Linked DNA regions of Mus musculus: all the other regions are linked to region 1. Evidence: chromatin contacts called from public ChIA-PET, HiChIP or PLAC-seq, Micro-C and promoter capture Hi-C data. All regions are on one chromosome and are shown on one strand. Each heading gives the region's core, a stretch centred on a gene start, on an enhancer-like site or on the middle of the called end of the contact. The rest is flanking DNA. Distances are from core to core; before and after follow the strand shown.

Evidence for each region. Promoter capture Hi-C pulls out the DNA fragments that hold promoters and counts their contacts. A called contact is a pair of places that touch in the nucleus more often than the background predicts. ChIA-PET counts read pairs in DNA pulled down with a chosen protein or histone mark. HiChIP or PLAC-seq counts read pairs in DNA pulled down with a chosen protein or histone mark.
Region 2: a contact with region 1 is called in a promoter capture Hi-C map of pre-B cells, with 4 times the contacts expected there. The contact joins the promoter of 4930449E18Rik here to the promoter of Casp7 in region 1. A contact is called at or near these places in 4 of 39 promoter capture datasets (embryonic stem cells, liver and pre-B cells).
Region 3: a contact with region 1 is called in a promoter capture Hi-C map of pre-B cells, with 2.0 times the contacts expected there. The contact joins the enhancer-like site here to the promoter of Casp7 in region 1. A contact is called at or near these places in 5 of 39 promoter capture datasets (the 3T3-L1 cell line, hippocampal neurons, liver and 2 more).
Region 4: a promoter capture Hi-C map of hematopoietic stem and progenitor cells shows a contact between it and region 1, with 3 times the contacts expected there. The contact joins the enhancer-like site here to the promoter of Casp7 in region 1. A contact is called at or near these places in 5 of 39 promoter capture datasets (embryonic stem cells, hematopoietic stem and progenitor cells, liver and 2 more).
Region 5: an RNA polymerase II ChIA-PET map of memory CD8 T cells shows a contact between it and region 1, with 28 read pairs. The contact joins the enhancer-like site here to the promoter of Casp7 in region 1. A contact is called at or near these places in 4 of 39 promoter capture datasets (the 3T3-L1 cell line, hippocampal neurons, liver and 1 more) and 2 of 115 datasets of contacts at active chromatin or transcription factors (memory CD8 T cells and pancreatic cancer cells).
Region 6: an HNF4G HiChIP or PLAC-seq map of pancreatic cancer cells shows a contact between it and region 1. The contact joins the enhancer-like site here to the promoter of Casp7 in region 1. A contact is called at or near these places in 3 of 39 promoter capture datasets (the 3T3-L1 cell line, the C10 cell line and liver) and 2 of 115 datasets of contacts at active chromatin or transcription factors (memory CD8 T cells and pancreatic cancer cells).
Region 7: a contact with region 1 is called in a Micro-C map of embryonic stem cells, with 4 times the contacts expected there. The contact joins the promoter of Tcf7l2 here to the promoter of Casp7 in region 1. A contact is called at or near these places in 1 of 484 Hi-C or Micro-C datasets (embryonic stem cells) and 2 of 9 other capture datasets (adipose tissue and liver).

The regions. Positions count from the first base shown.
Region 1 is chr19:56,395,060-56,399,122 of GRCm38.p6, reverse strand. Casp7 (caspase 7) reads right to left here and starts at 1,994. Exons shown (of 7, transcript NM_007611.2): 1 at 1,806-1,994.
Region 2 is chr19:57,272,301-57,276,363 of GRCm38.p6, reverse strand. It overlaps 4930449E18Rik (RIKEN cDNA 4930449E18 gene), which reads right to left and starts at 2,404. Exons shown (of 3, transcript NR_045319.1): 1 at 2,295-2,404. It also overlaps a transcript of Ablim1 not described here.
Region 3 is chr19:55,544,017-55,548,079 of GRCm38.p6, reverse strand. All of the region lies in intron 7 of Vti1a (vesicle transport through interaction with t-SNAREs 1A), which reads right to left. Among named protein-coding and RNA genes, the nearest start is that of Gm41871, 160 kb to the left of the region's middle. Within about 2 kb of position 2,364, at least 87 of the 459 cell types and tissues checked have an H3K27ac peak or open chromatin away from gene starts, as enhancers often do. A contact at or near this core is called in pre-B cells, where this site is marked.
Region 4 is chr19:57,241,499-57,245,561 of GRCm38.p6, reverse strand. It overlaps a transcript of Ablim1 not described here. Among named protein-coding and RNA genes, the nearest start is that of Ablim1, 27 kb to the right of the region's middle. Within about 2 kb of position 1,826, at least 47 of the 459 cell types and tissues checked have an H3K27ac peak or open chromatin away from gene starts, as enhancers often do. A contact at or near this core is called in hematopoietic stem and progenitor cells, where this site is marked.
Region 5 is chr19:57,129,716-57,133,778 of GRCm38.p6, reverse strand. It overlaps Ablim1 (actin-binding LIM protein 1), which reads left to right. Exons shown (of 26, transcript NM_178688.4): 6 at 824-917. Among named protein-coding and RNA genes, the nearest start is that of Ablim1, 84 kb to the left of the region's middle. Within about 2 kb of position 2,223, at least 70 of the 459 cell types and tissues checked have an H3K27ac peak or open chromatin away from gene starts, as enhancers often do. A contact at or near this core is called in memory CD8 T cells, pancreatic cancer cells and pre-B cells, where this site is marked.
Region 6 is chr19:57,077,390-57,081,452 of GRCm38.p6, reverse strand. Ablim1 (actin-binding LIM protein 1) reads left to right here. Exons shown (of 26, transcript NM_178688.4): 8 at 1,582-1,640; 9 at 3,956-4,039. Among named protein-coding and RNA genes, the nearest start is that of Afap1l2, 71 kb to the right of the region's middle. Within about 2 kb of position 1,927, at least 140 of the 459 cell types and tissues checked have an H3K27ac peak or open chromatin away from gene starts, as enhancers often do. A contact at or near this core is called in pancreatic cancer cells, where this site is marked.
Region 7 is chr19:55,739,517-55,743,579 of GRCm38.p6, reverse strand. It overlaps Tcf7l2 (transcription factor 7 like 2, T cell specific, HMG box), which reads right to left and starts at 1,770. Exons shown (of 15, transcript NM_001331146.1): 1 at 1,050-1,770; 2 at 738-804; 3 at 383-507. The coding sequence starts at 1,238. It overlaps Gm31734 (predicted gene, 31734), which reads left to right and starts at 377. Exons shown (of 3, transcript NR_168128.1): 1 at 377-418; 2 at 988-1,371; 3 at 2,890-3,975.

The DNA.
Region 1 (4,063 bases), core at 745-3,244:
CCGAGAAAGCCATCTCATCTGGGCTCATCAACGGTGCTGCCCGAGGGGCCTTCCTTGCATGACTTTTCTGTACCAGTCCTTTTCAGGGGCTGCAAAGAGCAGTCATTACGGAGACAGTGCTTGCCCACAGTAAAGAGACATGGAATGTCCTCTTTAAATGATGTAAGATGTGTGATGCCTGCTGTTATGGTTTGGCTGTAATTGGTCCCCCCCCCAGGCTTCTTGTGTTGGAAGGCTAGCCCCCTACACGAGGGGATGGGAATCCAGTAGGAAGCTGCTGGGGCTCTGCGTGTGTTAGTTCCCAAGAGGTTGCTTAGAAAATAATACGTCCAGCCACTCCCTGGCTACCCCAAATTCCTGTCTTACAATGTGGCTGCTCCTACTTGCAATCACTTTGGCCACTGGGATGCCACCTGCCCTGAGAGCTTCCCCAGACCCATGCTATGGGGTGTGGTGCCTAGTTTTGTTTTGTTGTTGTTTTTGTTTTTTGGGTTTTTTTTTTTTTTTTTTTTTTTTTTTTTTGGTCAAGTTGACACAGCCTAATATCACCAGGGAACAGGAAATCTCACTTGAGGAATTGCCCAGATCACAATGGCCTGTGGCTATGTCTATAGGGAAGTGCCTTGACCAATGGCTGGTGTGGGAGGGGAGGGCCCAGCCCACTGTAGTGGTACCATCCACAGGCTGTGTACTAATGGTAGCTGAGTGAGTAATCAGATTTCCTGCCTCCAGGCTCCTGCCTCGACTTCCCTCAATGACAGACTGTGACCTGAAGTCGTCAAATGAAATAAAGCCTTTCCTCTCTATGGTCATGGTGTTTATCCCAGCAAGAGAAAGCAGGCTAAGCAAGTTGATTGAGGTGGGTCTTCCTGAGGAAACAGGCTGCCTGCTTCCCAAACACAGCAACATTGAACAGGCTCACCTCCTGCCCAAATGCATACTTCCTTAAGTGAAAAAGTCCCGAGGCTGCCACCCAACCCATCAGTGTCACCTGAGGTTCACACCATGAGGGAACTAGAGACTTTGCCCATGTCCTATAGGAGGTTGCAGAGTGGCAGATTGTAATGCTAGGCTTTAACAATATGGACAGGGGTGTAAGGTTACGCTGGCCAAAATCTGAAGGAAGAAACAGCTTGTCAACAGAAAACCAGGGCCTTATCAGTTATCTCAGCTCAAGAGAAAGGCCTGTGAACTGCTTACAAACACCGCCTGTGCCTACTAATAAACTTACTTCCCCATAAACCCGAAAGGCCAAGGAGTAAAGGTGAGGTGTCGCCTGGAGCTCATACTGACAAGTGTCGCTTGCCAGTTTTTCACCAGTCTTAAGTCACTGTAAGAGTCTAAGAGTCCCGATGCAAGGGTCCCCAGACAAGAAAGAGTGTTTCAAGCACACTTCGCCTAGGTTAAAGACCTATGCACCTAACTCCCTCTTTCCCTGAGCACAAGCCACCAGAACCGCCCAAGATTCCCATTAAATGGACCCGGCAGCGCCTAAGTTCCCGGTCTGACAAGGTAGTCCTTGCGGGTTCAAACAACCACATCTACTGCCCTACACCCGCTCTTTCTTCCCTGTTACATCCGGAATGGCACCGGATGTCGTGAGACCCTGGTCCAGAAGACCAAGGGACCGCCGTGCCGAGCAAAGCGGGCGATGGCCAGGCATGTTGGAGAGCCTTCCGCGCCACAGCGCCCTGCAAGCAAGTTCTGCGAGCCTGCGGGAGGGAGGGGGACTCTGGGCGGGGACGCGCGGGAGGAAGGAGCTCGCGGAAGAGGGGAGGGAAAGCCGCGATGGCGGCCCAAGTTACCGTTCCCACGGCGGCGGCCAGGAGCCCACGGCAGCGTCCGTCCTCCGCAAGGGTCGAGGGCAGCTTTGGGAAAACTGAAAGCAAAAGTCCCAGAGGCGGAGGGGGAGGAGCGGGCGGGCCGGACGGGGCTGTGCCTGCAGCCCGGGAAAGCTGGGGGCGAGCGGGAACGCGCGCTACGGAGCCCGCCGCGGGAGAAGCTCGCGCGGGAAGCTCGCGCGGGAAGCCCTCGCCGCCCACGTGCTGCGTCCCCCCCTCTGCGACGTTTGGGCGACCCCTGCGGCTGCAGGAACTGGGCAGATAGAGCGCTCCCTACAGAACTGGCGGGCTCTGCAAAACTGCCAGCCAGAAAAGTGACCGTGACCCCGGGCTACCTGCTGCAAATCTGTTAAGTTCTCTGAAAATATGACTGCGCGCTTGGTCCAGACCTCTGCGAAGTTGGCAAGCGTCACCGGCACGGGAGGAGAGCGGCCCTGCAAATTGGGGCTATCCCTGTCCCCTCCTCTATGCCACATATGCAAATTTCCCCGCGCTCACCAGAGAGGAGTACTAAGAGACTCTAAAACTGTAAACGTCAAAAGTTCCACTGAGAACGCATTCTACAAAACTGTCTACCCAGCAGATGGACCCAAAATTCTGACTTGCTCTCCGCGATGGGGCACCTGTCTCGTTCTGTTTTTGTTTTTTACCTTTTTCCTAACACAAGCTGCTTCTCGACCAGATACTGTGCACCACCAGTCGCTTTAGTCTGATGTCTTCCCAGACGTTGTTGGGGAGGGGGGCGAACTTTGTCTTAAACACGTTTATACCTCCCAAACCCAGCTTGCACGGATATTGCGCCAAAATCATCATCCATGTGTGCTACCTCCCGTGTCAGGCACTAGGTTTGAGGAAGCAGACAGTGAGCTAACATGGGTTCCTGTTCATGTCATCTTCGACACAGACAGACAGACAGACAGATCTGGGCTTCCATCTGTAGACGCTTCCAATTCCTCCCCTCCACCTAGAGTTCTCAGAACAGCTCATTCACTCACACTGAAGCAAGCTATGTGAGAGAACTTTGTGAAAACGCCAGAGATACTCGATTCTCAGACCTACAGGTCTCCGGAGCCATCAAGGCTATTTTATTTGCTAGCATGGTTTTTCTTGAACCCCAGAGTTTTAGCACTAACTCTAGAATCTCAGCCAGTATGGGCACTTTCAATTCTTAATATGCCTGCCCTCCTTCTTATTTAATAATGCTAGTGTCCCTGAACTGTGGAGGCAAATGTTGGGGTAAGCCATGGCTCACGCTATGGTGATTTGCTTTTTAAAACTGACAGTCCTTTGAAAAATGAAGAAATCCTATCTCCACTATAATTTATCTTTGTGTAAACCATGACTTTTTCCAGGGTAGTCCTAAAACGTGGAACATTTAACAACCAATCTCTACTTATTTGGTGGTGAGGAATGTGAGAAGCTGCCCACCTGACAGCACCAGGGTCCTGTTGCCTGGACAGTGATGTTCTATCCACAAGAAGGTTTGCCTGTGCTGTGGCATGCGTGGCGCATCCGCACACAGGAATCCATCCCTCACGCAGATGGAGAGGCAGGGCGGCACCACAGGAAACCTCTTGTCTGTTCTTGCTTGTGGGTCGGCGTGAGAACATCCACTTACTTGCTCCCAGCCTGGATCATTACAGTACCGACTCTTAAACTTCTGGAAGCACAGAAGGGAAGAGACCCATGGCAGCTTCCGCTCTGTAATATTGTACTGACACCTTAAATGCAAGTGATTTCTCTCCTGAATGTCTCTCCTAGGTCTCCCCAGCTTTGGTGTTATGGCTTAACCCCAGGGCTTTGGAGAGAAGAAGCTTCGCTAAGTTATACCCCTGTTCCCAGCCATGTGACCGCACTAAGCATATGGTCTATAGTAAGTGTGTATCGGAATCTTCCTCCTAAGACCTCCACCAGCCTTATCTATCAGGTGGTTTCCCTGGGGCTGAGCTCATAACTGCTCCTGGCCTCATCTCTCTAGACTCTGTCTCTAGCCTCCTCCGGTAGCCAGGCTTGCCAGTAAGTTTCCGTGCCTACCTACAGGGCACACCTGCCCACACCTCACCCCTGTGGGTACCAGAGCGACTGTTCTCAATCTAACAGTCCACAAACAGCTAAGGCTGTAACTACACAGGACTCTAGTATAGAGATACCCCGAGATTAGCAGAAGTGCCGTTGTCTGTACCCACAGACCCAGACCCAAACTCAGGCCCCTTATTGAGATG
Region 2 (4,063 bases), core at 1,155-3,654, 880 kb before region 1:
ATTTATTGAAGCATTATTCATAATAGCAAAAATGCTTGAAATAACTTAGAATGTGATGAGTAGATACATAAATAATATATTGAGATATATAGATAATATAATGTATTATATATATACATATATATAATACTTATCACTAAAAATAGCGGAGTCTCAATGCACACTGTAATAGGGGTAGAGTTTGTTTGGTGAAAGAAACTGGAAACTAATGTCACATGCTTTACAATTCTATGTCTAGGAAAAAATACCAGAATCTACAAGAGGGAGACCATGGAGTGAAATATAGATATTTATTGCTAATCAATATAAACTGTCTTTTAGGGGCAATAGCCATGTTTGGGGATTATATAGTAATTAAGGTCTCACAACTTTATGCACACAGTAAATTCTACCAAAGATTCTTGAAATACTAACAGGATTGAAGGGTGGGCTGGGTACTGCGTTCAGTCAGAGAGAGGGAGGGGAGGATGAACTGAGTGTGACCATGTGAGGTTTATTTAGGAATCAGGCTAGTGTGTAACTGCAGAGACTCATACATGCCCTGTGCATTTATATAAGTTTAGCCTGCGTTTGTTTAATTTATGGCTCAGTTACATAACCCATCTGGGATGTGCTTAGGCCTCGGGACACTGCAGTGACTGATCACAGCTTAGCAGCTCATCTGGAGGTGGAACTGGTGCTCAGTATAGGAGGCAACTGTTTATAGTCCCCAGCTCCCTTCAAGGAACACATTCCTTGAGTACACGTTAATTTAGAAAAGAAACATCCCTTGCTATATAAACAGTAGAGCAATTTTTTTTTTTTTGACAAAGGATGGAAAACTACCGAGATAGGTTGTTTCGCTCGGATGAGGTGAGGGTTTAGTGACAAGCTACTTCTGTTCTCAAAGCGCGTATATTCCAGAGAAGTAGCTGGAAGAGCCAGGAAACTGTGACTCTTCAGCTGGCTCGTAGCTTCACTAATAATTAACCTAATGGGGTGAACAGCTGACCAGAGGGCAAAGTAGTCAGAAGAAGGTTATGTCAAAATGCTGCCTCCTCCCTGGTCCCCATAACAGAGTCACAGCCTCATTTTCTTGGACTCGGGTTTAAGAAACACCCTGGGGTTACCGCCATTCCTTAGCTGAGTTCCGCGGTTTCCTACACCCCGTGTCCTGAAGGCAGTTAACAGGATTCACAGTCCAGGTCTTAAACACTCACTCACTCAGTGGTTACTTTCAATTTAGGAATCAGCTGTCAACATTTGATTCTCAGGGCGTATTTTTATTTAGCTCCAGTCATGTGGAACAGAAGCCTTTAGTATTTTCTAAGGGTCTGTGTTTCCTCGGATGTCCCAGAGTTTGATGGTGTCAGCTCTGGAGCTAAGGTGGCAGTCTGGGCCAGCTGGAAATCTGGTGTACTTGGGGCTTAAGGACAGAAAGCAGGTACTTTTGGAATCAGCCTGGAGTCACGCGTTTGCCCTGCCATTTCTGTTAGCATTCCTTCTAGGCTCCGCCCCACCGTTACCTGGCAACAGCCAGGTACTGCCTGACTCACTATAAAAGGGGCTGCTTGCCCCCTTCCTCACTCTCTTAATCTCTTACTCTCTCCTACTTTTACCCTCTCTGTCCTTTCTCTCCCCATCCTCCTCCCCCTTCTCTCCCCATACCGCCCTCTACCAAATATATTCCTGGCTCTTTCATTTTTATAAAACGCAGCAATTCGCTCATTGAGATAACTCAGTGCAGATTTTCTCTAAGCCTCAGTTTCCTCGCAGACAAGATACTGTAAGCAGAGTACAGAGGAACGGCAGCCCAACCTGAGAGGTGCTGAGCAGGAACCATGTTACCGTTCCGTTTAGAAGCTGGAAGGGTGCCTGTGTGCGCAGCAGAGGAGGCAAGCTGAATGACTGCGTAGACACTGACTCCTCCTCGACCCAGCTGGGGAAGAGCAACCTCACGAACACCTTAAAGTGCTCGGAATACCCAGAAGACAGTAGGAAAGGTGGGGTGGGCACCTCGCTGCATAGGATTCTACACCTTTGCCACACTTGCTTGTCACTTTAAAAGTGAATATGGTTGAATGACTTAACAGGACCCTCCCACAAACCCACAGTCTCTTGTCTCCAGAAGTAATTACTGTCTTGGCCTTTGGTATTACTGCTGCCTTGTTTTCAGAACGTCTCCATTTGTGTGCTGATCAGCAAACCCTGTAAGTCGATGGTCAGAGTGGTTTTTCTCCTATGAGAGCACATAGCTTTCCTCTTCCCCCTCCTCTGCTTCCTCCCCTGACTTGGAGATAGAACCCTGTTCCTACCTGTTTCTATAGTCCATTCCTCTCTACTCCTCCCTCCTTTCTTAAGAAGTGGGCCTTCTCATTTCTGCCTTCTAGGCTGGCTCCAAACTCCCAGGTGCCAGAGATCCTCTGGCTTCAGCCTCCCGAGTTGCTGGGATTCTAAGAATGCTGCTGAGCCCAGGTTCTCTTTTTTCCTGCTGACTTGTGTTAGTTTCGACTGTTCCTGGTGTTGATGGATATTTAGAGGCACTATCACTCCATTTTTTTTAAATCTCTGTGATTCACTGAACAGTCTTACCTGTGTCTTGTCCCCCACTACCCAGTCCTGAAAGGGCAACCCTGGACCAACATGCAAAGTGAATGGACCAACAGGAACTACTGGGGCTTTGGGTTGAAGGTCTTCCCTTTCAGTAACTATTCACAGTTTGCCCTCAGAAGTACTTGCATGGGTTAATCTTACCCGCAGTGTAAACACGTCCTCAGTACTCCACAAAATCCCCAACAGCAGCCTCATCGGGCTTGAGGGTGGGGCAATATCTTACTCTCAGTGTATTTGGCATTTTCCCAGTTACTGAAGAGTCAGAACATGGCATGTTGTGTGACACCATCCCAGGGAATGTGAATAAATGTCTGCTCACCCCAGATTGGGATCTTTCCTTTCATACTGGCTGGGCGTGGCCCCTGTGTAACTCTGCCTACGCTTGCCCCTCCCAGCGTAACTCCTCCCATGCTTGCTCCTCCCAGCCAGCGTGTTAAAGGTACCTGCCCTATATTCCCTTTCCCTAGACCCCAGATTTCTGCAAAGTTACAGATTTCCAGGGTTACAAATAGCCTGCGAGTTTTTTTTTTTTAAAATAGGGATTTGCCCATCCATCCTCGTACCCAGAGCTATATTCTGCCCCTTGCTCATTTTGATGCAGCAATTTTGAGCCTCTGTGTCTCTGGCACATTTCAGCATTTTCTACTGTCAATTTCTCTTCCTCATGAGACTCTTGGCCAGGAAGAAACAAGTAAGTCGTCACGAGGCTGCTGTGCTGCTCTGCGCATGCCCAGGGCTGGGCACCCGAGGCTCACTAGCTCAGGGACCAGTTCCTGGCCTATCAGTGAGGCAGACTGGAAAACAGTCATTTCAGTACCATGTGTTCAGTGCTACAGTGAGGAGATATGTGCATCAAGCTATGGTTGGAGGAACAGGGCGGGCATTAGTGCAGCCCTAGCTGGGTCTGAGAGCTCGAGTGGAATTTTGCCAAAGGGAAAAAGCAGACAAGTGTGACAGGGTGCGGAGTTGTCCTCCCCAGACCAGCCTGTGGCAGCAGGCATCTCGTTCCTGGCTTTTCATGCCCCTGGGTAAAGACAAAACATTATCTGCTTAGACACCACAGCATTCCTGTAAACTAATGCGTTAGGGACATAGAAGTACCATAAAAATCTGAGTGCACACATGTGTGCGCCATACGACGTGGAGTACGACTACTGCGCATGCCAGACAAACGCCCTGCCGCTGAGTGATTCCCTGAGCCCCTTCTCTGCTTTATATTCTTTACTTTATATTTTGAGACAGTGTCTCACCAAGTTGCCCAGGCTTGCTCTGAACTTAACAATTCTTCTACCTCAGCTCTGAAACAACTGGAATTGTGGACCTGTGCCACCAGACCTGGCTGACATTGTATTTCTTAATGAAGGTTAATGGTTCATATGTCTGGAATTTATCAGGACAAAATATGACCAGACAGTAGGATCTGATTAGAAGGCTTAAGAATGATCTGTGCAGGGTAAGGCAGTCTCAGAGT
Region 3 (4,063 bases), core at 1,115-3,614, 850 kb after region 1:
CGGGCCGGACTATGTTTTGGCTTTACCCAGCACTACTCTGGAACAGGATTTCTTCTCTCATCTACTTGCCACTTGATTCTCATTGGCCTGTTTTCCCCATTGCTCCCTCTCCTTTGCCTCCTGGCTTCTCGTAACTGACAACCTACTCTTAACTTCTGCAAGACAAAGCCTTCTAATTTTTAAGACTCTTTTTATGTATGTATGTATGTATGTATGTATGTATGTATGCATGTGCGCCGCATGCATGCTTGGGGGCTGAGGAGGCTAGGAGAGGTGTGGGCGGATTCCCCGAACTGAGGACACACACAGTTGTGAGCTGCCATGTTGTGGGTCCTCTGAGAAGCTGCCAGTGCTCTAACTGTTGAGTCATCTCTTCAGCCACCACCCTCCCCTCACTTCGCAGTGCTGATTATTCACCTGGCTGTGGAGAAGTGTCTTTGCTTTATGTCATCCATCTGTCTGTCTGTCTATGTTGTAATCCATCTGTCTGTCTATGTTTGCTTTTGCTTTCCGTGATTTGGGGTCGTAGATGGTAAATCTTTGCATAGCCCAACAACACTGAGCGGTTCTCCTCTATTTTCTTCTAATGTTTCATGGCTTTGTATATTACTCCTTCTCAGTTGATGATGAAAGACATGGTCTAGTTTTATTCTTCTGCATGTGGATACCCAATTTTCCTCAGAAACATTTGCTAAAGAGACAGTCCTTTTCCCAGTGTATGCTCTTAGAACACTGAGTGAATATTTATTAGCATCTATAGTTTTTGAAGCCTCTGATGATTTTTGCCAATAGCCAGAGCTGAGGGCTACTGGGCTAACCTGACACATGTTTCAGAAAGACTCCATAAGAATAAAAGAAAACCTGGCATTTCTGTAAAAAGACATGGCACCTTGTAGGATTCCCATCAAACTTATGTGAACATGAGACCCTTGTACAAAAACATGTGTTAACATAGATGGAAACTGCTTTTGGATCTCCACGGAGACCAGCAATGAAGGCCGATACCCTTGCTACACTTTCAAGCAGAAAGCCCCACACTGTTAACTGTGCAGGATAAAGACCAAGCCTTTCCTCAACAAGGATAAAGAAGCAGCTACCCCATGTTCTCAGCAGGGACAGATGCCCGATGTCATAATTAAAAGGGATCTGACATGCTACCTAACACACACACACACACAAACACACACACACACACACACACTCTCATCTGCTCACACATGCTCAGTTACGAACATACATGCTCATACATGCTTACTTACACACAACTACACATGTTTATACATGCTCACACTCTCACACACACGCTCATACATGCTCAGTTACAGACATACATGCTCATACATGCTTACTTACACACAAATACACATGTTTATACATGCTCACACTCACACACACATACACACACGCTCACACATGCTCAGTTACAGACATACATGCTCATACATGCTTACTTACACACAAATACACATGTTTATACATGCTCACACATACACGCTCTTACATTCATACACATACTGACACACATATATACTCACTCACAAACACAAATACACATGCTCATATACGCTCACACATGTATACACGCTCTTACATATATACATACACAAACACTCTCTCACACACATATGCTCTCACATATATCCTCACACTGACACACACACACACACTCACACATGAAGCCCTCCACGAGCATCCTCTCAGTGAGCTGTCCAACCACGAGGGACCTCATTCCTTCACAGGACAACACATTTCATTGCTGGGCAGATCCAGTGTCTGTTATGTTGGCCACGAAGCAGCCTCCCTCTAACCTCTACTGTTCACAGCTCAGTGATTTGGCTGAGCAGCAGAAGCCTCCCTTCTTCTCGACGAGTGCCCCTCGGTACTCTATTAAAGTGGGACAGGGAACACCACTGTACACACAGGACGGTACAGGAGCCAAGCGACGTAGATTTGAGCTGAAGCCCTGGCCCAGACTTTCCGGCATGACAACTAAAGTCCCTTAGGCCTGACTTTCATCATGGTTATAAAAACTGCATAAACACAAAGACAACGGAAAACTGGTGTTCTTGTGAACAGTGAATTAAAAGTGTAAGTCAAGTGCTTTACGACGGCCAAGCACAGTACAAAACATACTTGTGAACAGCGAATTAAAAGTGTAAGTCAAGTGCTTTACAACGGCCAAGCACTGTTCAAACAAGTTGATGCTTTAGTAGTACTTTAAGGTACAATATTTCTGTTTGAGCAGCTTTTTGGCCAGTTCAATCCTGTGTTAGCCTTGTCTGCGGAAGCTAGGCTCATTCAGCTGCTAAGCTAGAAGTGAACACTGTTCACGAGAGCTCCACAGCGCCCTCTATCTGCCTCTTGCTTCAGCAAGCCAGTGAATTCCAGCACTGTTGCAAGACCGAACGGTGTGCAGATACCACCTGCTGACTTGTGACCAGGAAAGATAAAGAGTAGCAGTCCCAGAACAAGGCCTGGTCTAGAGTCTTCTGTTCACTACGTAGGCGGCCTTGGTCAGATTTGCTTACCCCAGGTTCCCATACACACGAGGAGAGAAGCAGGATATTTTACATGGTATCTATTAAAACAAAACAACACGCGTCAAGCTCCCAGCAGGATATTTTGTTCATTTGACTGAAGGGTATTTTAACCAGTGTGGTTTTTAAAAAATTAGTGAAAATCTCTTTGAAAAGTCTACATTGTCTTCTAAAACAGTGGGCTTCACCTACATGGAGACAGCGTTCCAGTCAGCGTCAGTTCTGCATGGGACCCACGTACACCTCCTCTTAGGCTTTCCTGTCTTTCTGTACGTAGGCTCTCTGGTCTCAGCCTCATTGTGCTGCCCAGGCTGCCTGCCTCTCAGTGCGTAACCTTCCTGTCTCTGTGGCCCAGCTGCTGGCATTACAGGTATATGTCCTTGTGTTTGGCCAGATAAGCCAATCTTCAACCGTGTGTGATTCCAGACCACTAGTAACCGTTTTACTAACAAAATTGGCAAAATAAAGTTTTAGAAGTAAATTGATTCCTGGGAACAATTTGGTTATTCTGTAATTCCCAAAAGCTTCTACTGTAAAAATAACATCTTTAGTCTGTGTACTCATTTGAAAGTCCCTCCCTGTGAGGGGTGCATCTGTGTCCAACTTGGTTCTGTAACTACATTCCTGAGGTCAGGGAACAGAATTTGTAAAAACTCAGAGAAACGGATACATCTCCAAAGGAGAAATACAAATGGCAGCAAACACAAGAGAAGATGCTTGCCATCATTTAGCCATTGGAGAATGCCAGAGCAAACCACGAGGCTTCCCCATCTGTGCCAAGCAACCCTAACAGAAAGACAGACAATAACAAGTGGTGGGAAGGAAGTCAGGAAGTCAGAGCCCAACACACAGCTGCTGGGCCGTGAACCACAACACTCCCCTCAGCACACAGCTGGCATTTCCTCAAAAGTCAAGCAGAGGAGGTACCGTTATCACTTAGGATTCTATTCTTAGGTACACAGAAAGGGGAAATGCAAACATACATTCACAAGAAAAGCTTTTCAACAACATTATTCATTATAGGCAACAGGCGGAGACAACCCAGAAGTTCACATCTTGGCAGATAAGCAGATGAATAAAGCTTGTGAGTATACTGGTAAAGTATGTATATACGCACATGCACAGTATAGGAGAAGGCTACTGGCCAACCAAAAGACACTTGGTATTAACACACGCCTCACCATGGATGGCCCTTGAATTCATTATGCTAAGTGAAAGAAGGGAGACACAAAACGGCCCATGATGTTTGACTCTGTGCATGTGAAATGACCAAAACAGTCAAACCTATAGAGACAGAGGAAGATGGGCCATTGTCAGGAGATGGGAGGGACAAGGAATATTTTCTTTTAAGGGTGATGAAAATATTTCAGAATTGACTTTGGTGGTGGTGGTTGTCTGACTAAGCAAATATGCTAAGAGCCAGGGAACTATACATCTAAATGGGTGGGTATGTGGTATGCAAATCATATCTCAATAAAAGCTATTAAAAACTCAATAGAGGCACACAGTCATTAAACTATAAGACT
Region 4 (4,063 bases), core at 577-3,076, 850 kb before region 1:
ACTCAATGCCTTTACACAGAGTAACTTTTGTATAGAGAAGGAACTCACAGCCAAGTACAACGGAAACCCTGGAGGATGCTGATGGATGACCAGTGGGCTGGTGCAAACGATTCAGAACCAGTTGTCTAGGGATGGTACCACCCACAGTGGGCTGGACCTCTCACATCAATCAACAATTAAACAGCCGCCCTAGGTATGCCCAAAGACAGTCTAGCAGACCAACAGGAGAAAGTAAGTAACTGGGGACAATCTCTGAGAAAGTAAGTAACTGGGGACAATCTCTGCGTGGTACTTGGGGCTGGACCTCACACGGGCCATTCAGCTGTGGTTGACTACATAACAAAACTTTAAGAAAGAGGCCTATAAAAGTACCAGTTACAGAAAGCAGACAGATCCTTGGGCGGACCCACAGCCTTTCACCTGCTTCCTAAGTGTAAATTCAACTTTTATCAACCGAATATGATTTGCTGTTGTGATTTTCATTAAACTGTAGAACATTTCTTGTGCGGAGTCATCATGGCTCTAGCTAACTCTATCTCTAGCCTCTTTGTCTAGTACTTAAAAAAAATTATGATGCTAATAATAGTAACAACCGTCTCTGTCATGCATACCCCGAGCTGCAGTGCATGATGGGTAGGATGGAAGGCATGTCTGCCAGAGGCTTTTACCTGGTAATTTGAAAAAAAAGGTTGTACTTTGGTAGGTGTTGCTGCAGTGCATGATGGGATAGAAGATGCGCCAGCTAGAGGTTTTGCACCTGGTAATTTGGGAAAAGCTCAGACTTTGGTAGATGGTGCTCAGAGCCTGGGGCTTGGGAAACCGTGATTTGATCCAGCGCTGCGGAACCTGGCTCCATTCTCATTGGCGATCATTTTCCTTTTTTTGTAAAATAGATGGATTGGACGAGGTGGACGTGATTTGTTGTGTGTTTACGAGCCCTTTCTTCAAATGAAGACTTGTCTGGAGACCCAAAAGATAACGCAGGAGAGCTGACATTTCTCAGGCAGATGCTGGGGGAAGCCTAGACCTGCAGTGTTCAGGATGGCGTCTCAGGAGCTTATCCATCAAGCCCTCGGCTTTAGCAGTAGAAAGCCTCCCTCTGGCTCCCTCCAGCCTAGCTTTGTGCTCGAGGGCATAAAGCAGGGTATCATGTGACCATGGTTTGCAAATAGTACTAAATATAATTTTGTTCTTGTGGGTCAAGGTTATTAGGTTCCCTGAAAACCTCCACAAGGCTACTTCAGTTTGGGCTTTTTTGAAAGGCTTAAAATTAATAACAGGCTTTTGTTGTTGTTTGGTTTGTGGTTTTTTTGGGGGGGTTAACTTTTTTTAAAGTCTTTTTGCTTTTGGGGGGATGTGGAAGATCATTGGAAGGAGCAGAGTGGAAACATTTGGTAATTAGTGTGCGTGAGACCCTAAGTAAAAGTCTCTCTCTAGAGACTGGATGTTGAGACTCACTAGTCAGTGAGTTGTCAGACAGGGAAATGCAGAATATTAAACTTCAGGTCCCCAAACATATCCTGGTGAGTTGCGCTGGAGTTTCTGGCTCGGGGAAAACATTCTATTTTATTATAACACAGAACACCTTTTCTTCTTATTCACTCTGAGCACAACTTCCACAGAGAAGGTTCCCTACCTGTCAGTAGCAGAGCAACTGTAACGCGCCAATCAGCGCGCTGGGCACAACGCCAGGAGCACCCCTGCATTCCCCAGGGAGGAGCCTCAACCGGAGAATTTTGCCATTGCTGTCGTCATGTGTAACTCATGAGGCAAATGAAAATGAAACTTATGTACAAGTTATAAAACACACACACTGTAAGCGAGTCATGCTGATTTACTCAACAAGTGAGATCTCACCATGGGGCAGTAATGTATTCTTTTCCTTATAACCTTCCCATGCTCTGGGACTGCAGTGCTTCTTCATTTTTTATTTTTTTATGACAGATGACACTAAAGAGAAATGTCTATTTCTTTTTACAAGAAAAACAGAACGCTTTTATTTCTCTCTACCACGGCAAAAAGATACTGTTGCAAAGGGGAGGAGCCAGGTTTTCCAAGTCGTGGAAAACCCAGTGCTAGAGAAAAATAGGGGCGGGGCGTGGGTCAAGCACGTCATGTGACCACTGCCAAGCGCACTCTGTGGGTAGTCTCTGTACACAAAATTCATGCAGTTGCATTCGTGGGCACGGACAGTGATTGGTTGTCTGCACTTGTTCCGTCAGCAGAACTTTATAGAAAAGTTTGAGATGTGGGCGTGGCTATAAAGAAGCTTGAGATGTGGGTGTGGCTATAGAGAAGCTCAAGATGTGGGTGTGACATCGATTCTCACATCTCACTATGGCAGTATTCAAGCCCTACAGACCCAAGTTCCAGTCCCTACTTATCTGCCTCAGCAGTGACCTTGGAAATTTTAACTTTTTCTTGTAGGTTTACTTTCTTCCTCTGTTAAAAGGACATTGGCAATGATCTTCAGTTCGTAAAGCAAACTCTCTGACTTTTTTTTTTTTTTTTTTTTTTTTTTTTTTTGGTGGGGGAGGGAGGTGTTTCGAGACAGGGTTTCTCTGTGTAGCCCTGGCTGTCCTGGAACTCACTTTGTAGACCAGACTGGTCTCGAACTCAGAAATTCGCTCAGAACTTCTGCCTCCCAACTGCTGGGATTAAAGGCGTGTGTCACCACCACTTGGGTAACTATCTGATATCTAAACCCTTGTTTGGTGTGACATTGGGCTATTCTTTAGCTTCTTGCCTCGGCTCTATAGTGGAGGCAATGATGGTTCCTGCTTCGGAGCATGGGCTGGAGTGCGGTGGGCAGGCAGAACGGAACATGAGGGGAGCATGAACAAGGCTCTGCGTTCTGTCCTCAACTGAACAGAGGAAGGGAAGGAGATAGGGAAGGAGAGAGGGAGGGCAAATATCTTTCTATAAGCCCTCAGCAAATGTAATTTCAGAATAAAACTGACACAATTCAATTTACGGTTTGTGAAGCCGAGATACGTAGAGAATATACAATAGGAGCTGACATCTTAGTAAAGTCCATAAAACGTATGGTCCAGCCTCAGAACCGTGGTGGACAGACACAGGTCCAGTAGTGGAGAGACAGGTGGTGCCACAGACTCTTCTGGTTTCAGCTCCCTGTTGAGGTGTGGGGTAAACTGCATGGTCCTTTTAACCCTCTAAACCCATCTCTTCAGGCCTCACAGCTGAGCTCCAGCTGCGGCTAGTCGCCAGGGCTTAGGGCAGGACATCATTAGAACACAGGTTCATTTTTTTTCTCCCATCTTTCTAGACGAGGTCTAGAAGGGTCTTCTTCCTTATTGGATGTGACCTTTTAATAAATTTAGCTTTTGTCTTCCATAGCAGAGCCATTCTTCTTATAAAATTCAATTTGCTTCAGGCTTCTGTCTCTCGTGCTTAGTCTGAGAGATGAGGTGAGGGACCCTGCGGGTGATTCATTACTAGGATCTGCTGCATCTCACTCACAGCTCATCATAAATTACATCCTGCTTGGCTTCCTCTGCTGCTCTGTAATTGCAAAGCCATTCTCAGCCAGGTCTGCTGAGAACGAGATCTGTTGTCAGGTTTGCTGTTTGTGGCGTGTGATTCCCAGGGTAATATTACAGTGCCACAGGCCACACCTTACTGTACCCAGAGCCACTCGGGCCCATCAGAGCAAATGGCAAAACCCAGCTTCACCCGAAGAGAGAAATTGTCTTCATACTTTCTGGGATGCCTTGGGCAAGTCCCTAAATTCTTTGGCGTTTACAGACTTCTCACCTTTCAAACTACAGTGTAAAGTTTCTCTCAGATCCCTGCCAATGGTTTTTTTTTTTTTTTTTTTTTTTTTTTTGAATAGCACGCTCAAAACTGTGGTTAATAGTTACACAAGGCTCAGAGCTACTTGGGTCAAATAAATTTATGAAATGCTTCTTATCTTATTCATCTCTTAGCTAGATGGCACATGGGTATATTAATATTAAGCCTGGCTGAGAAGCCTGTTCAACAACATTTACTCAAGTATTTCTCAAAGACAGGTGGGTACGCCATTGAAAGCACTGTAGTGTAG
Region 5 (4,063 bases), core at 974-3,473, 730 kb before region 1:
GGCTACATAGGACCCTGCCTCAAAGGTCAAAAACCAAAACAGGAAACACAAAACCTACCCAGATGGTATTAAATCACTCACTGAAACATAGTGGATGAATTTAATTTCACAGATCCATGAAATGATTGAAAAGGAAGCTCAGCTCCCACTGCCCCAAAACTAGGGTTTGCTTCTAAGTGGGTCTGGGGTCAAACTGAAACGCCCCTGTGAGGGACTAAAGAGCTCTACAGGTGACTGTGATGAGCAGCTTAAAGGACAACGTGAGTGTTTGTCTGGCTTTTAAGTGGCACTGAGGTCTGCCAGTAATAGGCAGAGTGGACCCTCAGACTTGCTTTCCAATTGTTCCGAGTAGTAACACTCAGGAAATGGCAGCTTTGCCACACTGTGAGACGAATGCGGCTGCTGAGCTGAGCCATGTCCTAAACCCTCAGAGCCAGAGGGACCTGAGCTGAGGAGGTGACATTTGAGGTGGTGGGAGGCTCTGGTGGGCCTTTGATTCTGAGAAGATGGTGTGTGAAGGGAGGTAAGATACTCTGGGCCTCTCAGACTGGCTCATCTGGGCTGCCAGGAGAAGAATATTGGGGCCCGTGCTCCTTAATTCTGTGACAACCAAGGAAGTGGGCACAGTAACCATTTGGTGGTTTGTTGGGTTTTTTTTCTCTGTCTGGCTTGGAGAACAACCACTTGCTCTCTGGCCTGTGGTTTTGTATGGTCAGGTCGCTGGGTCTGTGTAAAGATGGATTCTACTCTTGTTCTGTGGGAAGGGCTTCAGCAAAGTGGCTTTGGTGTCTTCCCAAGGCCTGAATGTAGCTTTGTCTTTCAGGGATGGCTCCCCATACTGTGAGAAAGACTACCAGGGGCTCTTTGGGGTGAAGTGTGAAGCCTGTCACCAGTTTATCACAGGAAAAGTCCTGGAGGTAAGTGCAGACCACCACTGTTTGCCTGTGAGCCCTCATCCTGTGTGTCTCCTCCTGAGGAGGAAGGAGAGTAGCCATGGGTGACTGTCTGAGAGGACTCGTGTGTTGTACTTACCTTTCTTCCAAAGGCCAAGGGGAACTTGGAATGATAGAGAAAAGAACAGACCTCCCTCCCTGGGAGTTAAGCAGGCATTTTTTTTTAAGAGTAAGAATATGATGTCAGACCCTGTGTGTACATCTGTGTTTGCACATGTGTGCTATCTGTGGAGACCTCAGAAGCTCAGAGTCTGAGAAAGGAAGGGAGGGTGCGAGGTGAAGGTTTTGACTTCTCTGCCCTTAGAAAGCCACATCCGCTGTGACTCAGAGAACCCTGTGACCGAGCTGAAGGAAGCCTGTCAAATTCAGGTGTGACTGCTTCCAGCCGGAGCTTTGTACCTGCCTCTGCCAGCACCTGCCTCTGGGCCTAGCTAACACCTCTTTGATGAGAGAGGCTGCAGCGAGGAATTCTGGGATCAAAGTTCAGAGAAAACCCTGTTTCTCACAGAGCTTTGGGGGCTCATCAAGCTGGAGGGGAAAGTCACAGTTCACACACACACACACACACACACACACACACACACACCTTCCTGTCCGTAGGGCAGAGAGAATGTGCAGAGCCAGGGAACCTGGCAGCTTCAGCCTGCTGATCTACCAAGCCATCATGTGGGTCCCTCGGGTGCTGATTCCATACAGCCAGTAGAGTATGTTTTAGAGACATGGGCTGTCTATCGTGGGAGTCCCTATGGTGTTTCTGGCCACTCTGGGGGGATATCACAACAAAGGTTAAGAGTAATCTCCCCGAATCCCACTACAAGTTCTTCCCACCAAACATCAAGGGGTCACCACCACTAACTGTCCTGAGGAGATGAGGATGAGACTCTTGTCAAGTACGGTCACCCAACAGTCTGAGGGAGAACGCTCTGATAAAGAGGACCACGTGGCGAGGACACAGGACACACAAGGAAAGAAGCACGTTGTGGGGTACCGAGCAGGAGAAGTGGAGGAGGACTCCTCCAGGGTCACACTCAGAAGTCTGAGTTTTGTGGAGAGAACTGAGGAGGACGTAGGCTCTATAGCTGTGGAATCACAGGATGGAGTCAGTGTTCTGTGGAAAGAATAAATGGGAGTCTTCAAACACCTGTGCACACACACACCCCACCCACCACTGACGGCAGAGGGAGGAGGAAGCGGCTCAGTCATGCCCCAGTAGATGTCGGGAAGCAGTGATAACCTGCTACACCACAGATGCACCATAAGTGAAAGATGGCAGGCAGGAAGTGTGGTGGTCAGACCACCCAGACATGGAGCCCATCACCAAAGGCCTAGTGATTAGAAACAGAAAGCAGGCTGCTGTTTGCTAAGGGCTGGGGAGAAAACAGTAGTGACTGTTTCTGGGAGAGTTTCCATGACACAAATGCAAAGGCTTCCCAGCAATGAGATAGGAGAGGTAGTTATGTGGCCTTGGTAGTTCGCTGGGTGCCTCCAGCTTGTTGGTTCTAAGGTGCTGCACTTTAGACTACATGAATTTTGCCTTGAATCTAAAATTTAAAAACCAAGAAGGGTGTGAGGGTATAGTAAGGAAAAGAGGCAGGAAGATGTGGAACTTGGTACCCAAGTTTTTAAGGTCCTGTGTTCAAATCAACCTTTTTTTAATTTTTTTAGTCAACACATGGAAATGTGTTCCCCAAAAACATTGGGAGGGAAAAAGCCTGTCTGTTTTTGCATGCGTGTTTACATTCACTTCAACAGCTACAGGAAGGAATCTATAAAATATAGTTGCAATCTAGAACATGCCATTTTGGAGACATGCTGGCCCCTTGTGTTTTCTCTCTCAGGCTGGAGTCACAGAGGCTTCAAGGACCTGGTCCCACATTGACCTCAGGTGGCAGGGAAGGTCTGAAGAGCTGAGGGCTTGGAGACATTCCATACAGAGCCTCCGACATCAGTCAGCCCGGGAGTGGTTTGCACTTTCAGCTTAGATGAGAGGTCCGCCCATCAGACTCTGTCCTCCTCAGATGGGTGTGTGACCCAGAAAAATGTTCTGCAGGGGCTAGCACAAGACATGTGACTGCTAGTGACTCAGCTGGGCTTGGTCACCAGGAGAAAGCAGGACCAGTCTCCATGCCCCACCTCCCCCAAGCTTGGGGAACCATTCTCGGTGTAGCTTTGCCATCAATACTCCAAACCCTGTCTTTTTGTCTTAAATTCATTGTATCAGTATATCAGTGGTTTTATTTTCTGCATGGGTTGCAACAGTGATGGCTTAAAACAGTTTATTCTCTCATTTTTAGAGTCTAGACATTTATAACAGTGTATCATCAGGGCCATTGTTCTCTCAAACACTGGGGGAATTTTTTCTTGGTGATCTCCAGCTTCCCGGCATGCATCACTCCAGGTGAACCACCTCCTCTGCCAGCTACCTTTCCACCCTTCTCCTAAAAGGGCACTTATCATTCTATATAAGGCCATGCCCATCACTCAAATCGTCTCTTCAAGACCCTTGCCTTAATTACATCTCTGAATACCATTTCCAAATATATTAGTGTTTCCAGCTGCAAAGACTTGCTGTGGAAGTAGCTTTTGTTCATCCGATTCTAGAAACCGCAGCGACTGCCTAATGTGGAAAGATTGTAAATATTGGAGCAGAGCTGAAGCCACTGTATATAATTCTCCTAAAGGTGCTACCATATATATACCCAAGGGGGCTTTCAACAGAGAAGGGTCCCAAACAGCCTGTCCAGGTATAGCTGAGTCTCTTGTTGTTTGTCTAACATTTCCTGGAGAACCTCGGCTTCCTTGGGGCTGCGTCTTTCTCTCACAGACACAAAGTATGCGTGTAGCTTTCAGAACAACATCCTGCGCTAGCTTCTGCCGGTTCTCTTTTGAGTTCTTTAGCATTGTCCTGAGACAGGACACAGGTATCTCAGGCTAACCTTGAACTTGCTGTGTGACTGAGGATGACCTTGAATCGTTAATGTTCCCACTTCCATCTCCCGAATGGTGGGTTTGCAGGGGTGGACCAGGATGCCTGCTGTATGTAGGGCTGGGGTTGTGCGTGCCAGACAAGCATCGTATCAACTGAGCATACCATATCCCTACCCCACCCC
Region 6 (4,063 bases), core at 678-3,177, 680 kb before region 1:
TGTCAATGATGCGAAGTAGAAATGATTATTCGATAGAGATTGAAATATTATTCTGCTGTAGAATATATTTCCTTGTCTTTGATAGTATTTTAGCTCAGCAGAAAATATTATTCATGAGTTAATTTGGCGACTTCTGGTATACAGAGGTTGCTGCTTGGGAGTCAAAGTTGAGAAGATGCTGTACAGATACAAAGACTGGTGTGGCTTCTGAGACTCTGAGGTGCCAGTCACTAACGAGCCAGTAATTTCACTAGTTTGAGTCTTTCCAAGTGATCTGTGTTCTTCAGACCCTCCATGTCTGAAGAAATACATGTGTGGACACAGAATTGACATATCATCCTTTCCTGTGGTCGTACATGTATATGATACCTGTTATGTATGCATCCAGTCTTACACAATCATAGCACAGGGGCTGAAGTTTCAAGATAAGGACTTTAAGCTTTTTTAAAAAATGGAACAGAGTTTATTTAGGGCATGGGGAGGGGAATTGAGGATGGAGTAGAGATAGAGAAAGGCAGAGAGAGGGAGAGGGGACAGGGGACAGGTTGGGGGAGGGGGAAGGGGAGTGGACAGAGTAGAGAGGGGAGAGGAGAGGCCAGCCAGGAACATGTAGAGAGAGAGGGGAGAGGGGAATAGGGAAGAGAAGAAGGGACAGAGAGGGTGAGAGTAGGAGAGTAAGAGCATAAGAGAGACTTCCAGCTTTTTAATTCTTTGATACCTGTGTCACCCATGAAGGTTCTTCGAAGTCTGAGAAAGGGAGATCTTAGAAGCAGGAACAGAAAATCCACCTCGGTCATTACTTGACTCATTGAAGCCAAAGGATTTTGTTCCTGTTACTTAATTAAAAAGTTGAAAGATTTATAAACTAAGTTTAACAACGTTGCCAGTTGATCTGATTTCTCCTCTAAGTGTGGGCAACTATAGAAATAGAAGAATGAGGGGTGAGAGGCGCCTCAGTGGTTAAGAGCACTATTTGCTCTTCCAGAGGTCCCAAGTTCGATTCCTAGCAACCACATAGTGGCTTACAATCATCTGCAAAAGAATCGGATGCCCTCTTCTGGTGTGTCTGAAGACAGCGACAGTGTACTCACATATATAAAATAAAATAAATAATCCTAAAAAAAAAAAAAAAATGAAAGCTTCAGTAGGTTTTACACCTGGACCTGGGCCATTGAGTTTGACTCTACTTCTCTTCATTAAGTGGCTTGGGTGTTTTGATGGTTACTTATGTAAACATGGCTTTAATTCTAAGATCAAGTAGAACCAGTAGTAAGGACTCAGGTCTCAGGTGTTACTTTTTAAAGAACAATGATTTATGTTTTAAAAAGAAAGACAATGTAACCCTATTAAAAGGGAAACATCTCTTGTGTGAGGCTGCTCTCAGACTCCATTCTGTGGCCCTCCATTGTGCCCTGTGTACAGCAAGTTCAGAACTCACTCAAAGGGTAGAGTTGACTTCACGGTCAGAGGTCACATGTGGGACCCTGTGCTGGGGAGGGAGGGGTCTGTGGAAAGTCTGCTTAACAGGACTGTGCCTTCTTTCCATTTCCTCTATTCCCACAGTTCATTCTGTCTTTCCAGGTTCTACCGTGTGGCATCCCGACTGTAAGCAGTCCACTAAGACAGAGGAGAAGCTGCGGGTAAGGAAGGGGTCAGAATGGGATGCTCTGGAGGTCACCACTGTGTGCTCACTAGTTCCTGGGCTTTGGGGAAGTGCTTCTCATGGGCTCTTTTTTTTTTTTTTTTTTTTTTTTTTTTTTTCCTTTATAGAAAACCTGAGGCCAAAGTCCAAATGGCCAACTAAGAGGGTTCCCTCCCACCATAAATATGTTCTATTGTTGTTCTTAAGCTTGTGTTGGACTCTGTTGGCCTTATCTTGGCAGTCAGTGACTTAGGAAAGTACCCAAAAGTCGTACAGCTAGGGGAAAATGATTCATCAAGTAGCCATGGTAACCCTCTTGGCTTAAACCACCATGCACTGTTTTGCCCCAGACTCTGTAACTATTGCTTAGCTCTGGTGTGTTTTGCTCATTTCTGAAATCCAAATTCAAAAGAGCAGCCTCTAGCTCCAAAGGATACAAGTCACTCAGGCATAAAACCTTATGCTTATGGCAAGGATAATGCTGCCATCAGCTCTATGATTGGTCAGTCCTCAGAGCCGTCCTAGAGGGCAGAGTTCCACTTCCGGAGTTGTAAAGCCCAGACTCTAACCTAGAGCCTGGCCTTGGTCCAGATTTTCACGCAGGGCTGACTTTTCCTCACAGTGATAATCAGGCTTGATCCCAGCCCCTCTGTTAAGAGTCCCAGGGGAAGGAAAATGGAGTCTGACTTTAATCTTCTTGCTGTCCCAAGGAAAGAATGGTTTAGATTTATTTTTGAGCTGGACTCAAGACTCATGAACCCCCTGGGCCTACCCTTAGGCGGCGCCCATCAAAGGAACAGTTAGTGGATTTTTCAGGTCCCTTCGCTGCCCCCTCTGGACTTGTAGGCCCTGTTTTCTTATCTCCTTTTGACTCTCATCACTGGCATACATGCATGCACGGGAGCCTTTACTTTGTATTTTGTTATTAGCGGCAGGCTTTACGTAGAGGAAAGAGAAAATCTCGGAATAATTGAGGGCCAGGGGAAAGCAGAGGGATGTGCCTGCCGATATCGGAACGGTTTTCCCTGCTTCTGACATGCAGCTTCAGTATACACACACACACACACACACACACACGCACACACACACGCACACACAGCTAATAACTAATGGCCCCCTAAGTCCATTCATCCACCAGGTAGACTGAGCTTGGAATTTGGAGGAAGCACGGGTATTCAAGCAACAGGCTACCTTCCCAGAGCGTTGGCACTGGTGCCTGTGGACACTTTGTTCCAGGGATATAAAACTGCACTGGGGCTCCTGCCCAAAAACCACCCAAGGAGCCAGGCATCCATCCATCCCACCTCTACAGGGTGGCTTTTGTTTTCGAAAGAATCCCGCATCCCCCACCCCCCCTTTTTCAAAAAACTTCATCCCTGATGAAGTCTTTGTGCGGAATGGAGAGGAATGTTAATGAGGCCAGACGGAATGGGCCAGGCATATTTTCTCTGTAAGGATAGCTGCAGTTTGCAGAGCCTCTCCCTAAAATGATCAGAAAACAAAGCAAACCCTTGAACACATCTCCACGGAACTCTCTAGGGAAGCTTATGGAAAAAAATGAATAAAAGATTTCACTGGCTCTGGCCAAGAGGAATGGTCTTCCTTTGTTTTGTCCCTTCCGTAAGCTTTGCAGAAAATTGCAGTGCTTTTCTCTCCGTGATGCCCTCCCTGGGAGGCAGGCTGGCTCGAAGTCACCATCATCCATAGGAAGGGGCTGGCCTCACCTGAGGGAAGTGGCTCCGGCCCAGAGTTGGGGTATAGGCTGATGCTGGTGAGGCTTAGAGTGGGGTACATTTTCAACAGAGGAATTAATCTGGAGTGCCTGAAGGGTGTGTCTACGCACACTTCTTGAGCCAAGATTTCCTGGCCTTTTAATCACATGTCAAATTAGAGCAGTTTCCATAGCAAAATGAAAATGTTTGAAGACTCTGAGCAATGCCAGAGTGAGCCATGTTCTTGATATTTAAGAACTCACTCACAGGGCGTTTGTAATGATGGTCTTTGGGTCCCTCCTGGGGCATCTTGTCCTTGTGCCATAAGCACAACAGTGTCAAAATAATTGCAAAGGACTCAGTGAGGGGGTCAGGATATAGATAAGAATATAGTAGATAAATATGCTGTGATTTGGAGACCAGTTGATATTCACTTCATAGGGCCCCAGATTGACCCCTGAAGCTGCACACATGTCCGTCAGTTGCTATTTACTTAATGCTAGTTACCATTTTCCTTCAGTCCTTTTATGTATTCTTCATAGTATTTCTGAATGAGGCTATTTTAAAATTCATTCTTCCTTTCTCTCATGTTTCATGGCAGCCACCAAACATCCCGCGCTCTTCATCCGATTTCTTTTACCCCAAAAGTCTGATTCGTCGCACAGGACGGTCCCCAGCTCTGCAGGTTGGCGCTGTGTGGCTTAAAGCG
Region 7 (4,063 bases), core at 521-3,020, 660 kb after region 1:
AGGGAGAAGAAAGAGCCACACAGTCCTCTTCCCAGGGACAAGAAACAAACACCACCAGCAAGAGGGGGGAGGGGGAAATCAGAGCTCAAAAAAAAAAAAAATGAAAAAAGAAAAGAGAAAGAAAAATTAAAAGTTCAGATTGGCACCCCAACAGAGCCCTGCCTGAGGAAAAAAAAAAAAAGGCTCCCCGAATCGTGAGGCAAGCACAAGAAAAGCCAGAACATGGCGAAGCGCAAACAAACCCAGTCCACAAAAGGCAGAGAAAAAGTTTGGAGAGTTCGGGCCGCGAGGGGGGGAGGGGAGGGGGGAGGGGCGGGGCGGGGGAGGGGCAGGGCATGCGGGGCCGGCAGGCGGGCAGGGCGGGGAGCGCGGTGGCACTTACGGTTCGGGCGGTGGGCGAGAGCGATCCGTTGGGGAGGTAGGGGCTCGTCAGGTCGGGGATCATGATGAAGGGGTAGCCGGGATACGGTGGCCCCTTAAAGAGCCCTCCATCTTGCCTCTTGGCCGCTAACATGGCGGGGCGGCGGAGGGGACGGCGGCGGCCGCGCGGCGCGGGAGAGAGCGGGAGAAACTTTTTAGCAAGTGTCCCCCCGAGGGCCCGCGCGCGTCCCCGGGGCCCGGCCGGCGCGGGAACTCGGGTAGGGTGGGTGGGGAGTGGGGCGAGGGCACCCGCCAGGCCGACCCCGGGGAGGGGGAACGCAACCGCGCGGTTTTGGGGGCGCGCGGGGCGCACTCACCTTCTTCCAAACTTTCCCGGGATTTATCTCGGAAACTTTCGGAGCGAGGCGGAGGCCGTCTTTCCGCCTTCCCGGAGGGGCGAGGTGGGGAGGGCGAGGGGCGATAGCCGCGCCGAGGGGGTGCGGGAAGGGAGGGTCGGCGGAGAAAGGGGTGCAGAAAAACACGGTTACAAGTTTTCGCAGCCAGCAGCCCGGGCCACCGTCCGCGCCGCCCGCAAGCCCGACCCGCCTCGCCTCGCTCGCCTTCCAGCCCCGCTCTCCCGGCCCTGGAACCGGCTGGAGCCACCCGCCAGCCCGAGGGGCTCTTCCTACCTCGGAATCGGAGGAGCTGTTTTGATTCGTCTCTGATTCATTGACCAGCGAGGACTTGACATCGGCTAAATCCCTTTCCGCCGAGGAGTTTTCCGAGTTCTTCTCCTCCTGCTCGCCTTCGTCTTTGAAGGAGATCAGCTCGTCGTTAGCGCCTAGGTCATCTCCTCCACCGCCGTTCAGCTGCGGCATTTTTCACCCACCAGCAGCAGCAATTTTGGAAGAAAAATGAAGGAGGAAAAAAAGCAAAAAAAAAAAAAAAAAAAAAAAAAAAGTTTTGCGAGTCCCCCCCAAAAAAATACTGCAAGAAAAAGACGAGTCCAAGGTTAACTTTTTTTTTTCCTGCTTTGGGGTCTTTCTCTCCTGGGGAGGGGAAAAGAGGGAGGAGGGGAGGGGAAGGGGGGAGATCTTCTGCACGCGTGAGTTTGGGTTTCTTTTTTTCTCTCGTTCCCAAGGATCCGATCAATGTGCAAAAAAAAAAAATAATAATAAATAAAAAAGGGGGTAAAAAAAACAACAACAACAACAAGAAGAAGTCAGATATAAGAGCAAAGGGGGGGGAAGCCGAAGACACCGAAGGATCTCGTGCCGCTCGGATTTGAGTGAGTTGAAGTTAGACTGAGCTTTTCAGTTCAAAGGCGGCGCTGATTGACAGATAGAAAAAGGGGGATCGAAATCCGGAGGAACGGAGTAGTCTGGGAGCGGAGATTATTGACAGGGCGAGAGGAACACACTCGCCTTAATGAGATGCCAGGGGGCGGGGCCTCCCCGGTGACGTGTGCATAAATAAACAGCCGGGGTGGGCGGGGCGGGGGCGGCCAACAATGATCCTTTGGGCGCCGGGAGAGGGAGCGGGGCGGGCCGGGGCCGCGGGAGGCGCGCGGGGTGCGGCCTGTGCTCAGCGTGCGAGCCGGGCGCCCGGACGGTGCGGGCCTCGCTCCTGGAGGGGGCGGGTTCCGAAAGACAATGCGGACCGGGAGAGGAGGGGAAGGGGGTGGCAACCCAGTCCGGAATCTGAGCCGGGGAAGGCGGAAGGAAAGCCCACTTGGGGGGCGGGGATGGGGAGAGGCCCAGAAAAAGTGTTAGCCAAGAAGTCCTGAAGATGGGGTCCAGGAGGGGAGGACTATGGGACACAAGGACGGGGTGCTCAGTGGTTAAGTCCCCGATGAAGTCGGCCGCACTGGGGCGGGAAAAGACACGACTGGTCCAAAAGAAGGCTTACCTCTCTTGCTCTGAGAGAACCAGGGGAAGCAGAGAGGCTGGGCCATCTACAGGGAGGGTAAGGCTCCCCTCCCTTGGCTTGTTTAATGACAGTGAATCATGTCATTCAATGTAAAGTCCCACTAGGTTAAATATGCCAAGAAGGCGTTTTATCCAAGAAAACAAATTGTCTGGGGTATTAAAAATATCCTTAAGGAAAATGTAAAGGTTTTTTTTTTATTTTTTTAACTGACGTTGGAAGTAGGAAGTGATGTAGGATCCAAGTCCTTTGGAGGTGAAATGTTTGGGCGTTAACAGCTGCAGGGAAAAATAAAAGTGAAAGTTCACCAAGCCCTGGGGATGAGTAGAGCTGGAGTTTTTCTCCAAAGGGGACTGAGATGAAATGCCCTAAGGCTCTAGATGCTGAGGGCCCTGACAGGAGAAAGTCACCAAAGCTGGCCCAGAAGCCCTTGGGAAGAGGTGGGCAGCCTGGGAGTTGAGATGGGTGTTTGTTGGTTATTAGGCTCCAGTGAGGGCAAACCGATTTGCTATGAGGTGGTGGAGAAAATTATGTTAAAGGAGAAAGGTGGATCCCCAAACCGTGTTTCTGTCTGGTAGACTCAGAAGAGCCTTTCCCTTGCAGATAACCAATGAGAAGTGGACTGGGACGTCCAACGGGCAAGAGGAAGCAAAGAAAAAAGAAATCAGAAAGAATGAGTCAGTGGGGACTGGCAACTGCCATTAGGTGTGATGTTATCCTGAGGTCCACCACGTATTAAATTAACCCACCCTCCCCTTTAATAAGCTCATCTGTTGTAGATTTCCAAAAGTAACCAATTTACTGTGTAATATTTAGAGAATTTGGGGTTTCAACAAAACTGTTCTACAGGCTAAGGCCTCAGAAAGAAGACAACGGAAAACAACGATCCTGAGATTCACAAGGCTAACGAATTCCCCTGCACTGGGAAAAAAAAAAATCCCAAGCACATTTGCACACTAAAGGGAAAGATGCAGACAAAATAAGGATGGGGTGGGCGAGGCGGGTGAGAATCACAGTCCCACCTCCCAACTTTCATATTCATCAGAAAACCAGAAGTGGAGGGAGAGAGAAAGAGCCTGGAAAAAAAAAAAAAAGCAAAACAAATGTGTACATTTCATCGGACGGCTTGCATGGGACACAAAGCAGAGGGCTAATTAGTCTCAGCAGGTAGGACTAACCTTCAGACTTCATAAATAAATAAGACAGCGCAGTATCTAAGAGGGAGAGCAGAGACAGAAAGGGGAATATTTCAAGACACCAAGTAAAAACACGAAGCATGAAATGCAGCCCAGTCTTGAATCAGTGCACAAACGACTGAGCTGTCCCCTTCCTGGGCCTCCCCTGGATGCCTTTAGATTACTACACATCTAGCCCGACATCTAGCTGTTTAGCTAGGTATGTAATCAAGCTGGCAGCTTTACACACTTGCTAATTGCCACCTGAATACATCTTGTACCCAAGCTGGTCTCTGCACAATATAGACTATGCCAAGGCCTGTTTCAGGGGCTTGTTGACATAAATGAGAGCCCTTTCATAGTAACTGTTTTATAACCAATTCTTTGTCCTGCAGGATGGGTTTGGATTCTGTTTGTATTTTACTTTAACCCTGATCTTCATCAAGTTGAATAATAGGGTCTTCTGTGTTCCTTAGGGGTCTGGTTGTGCAATAAAAACTTATGAATATACTAAGTCAAAACTGTTAAAGCATCGCTCTTATGAGCATACTGCGTTTTATCACGTGCAAACAGGATGCTAAGGGCTCTTGTTAGTGACCAAT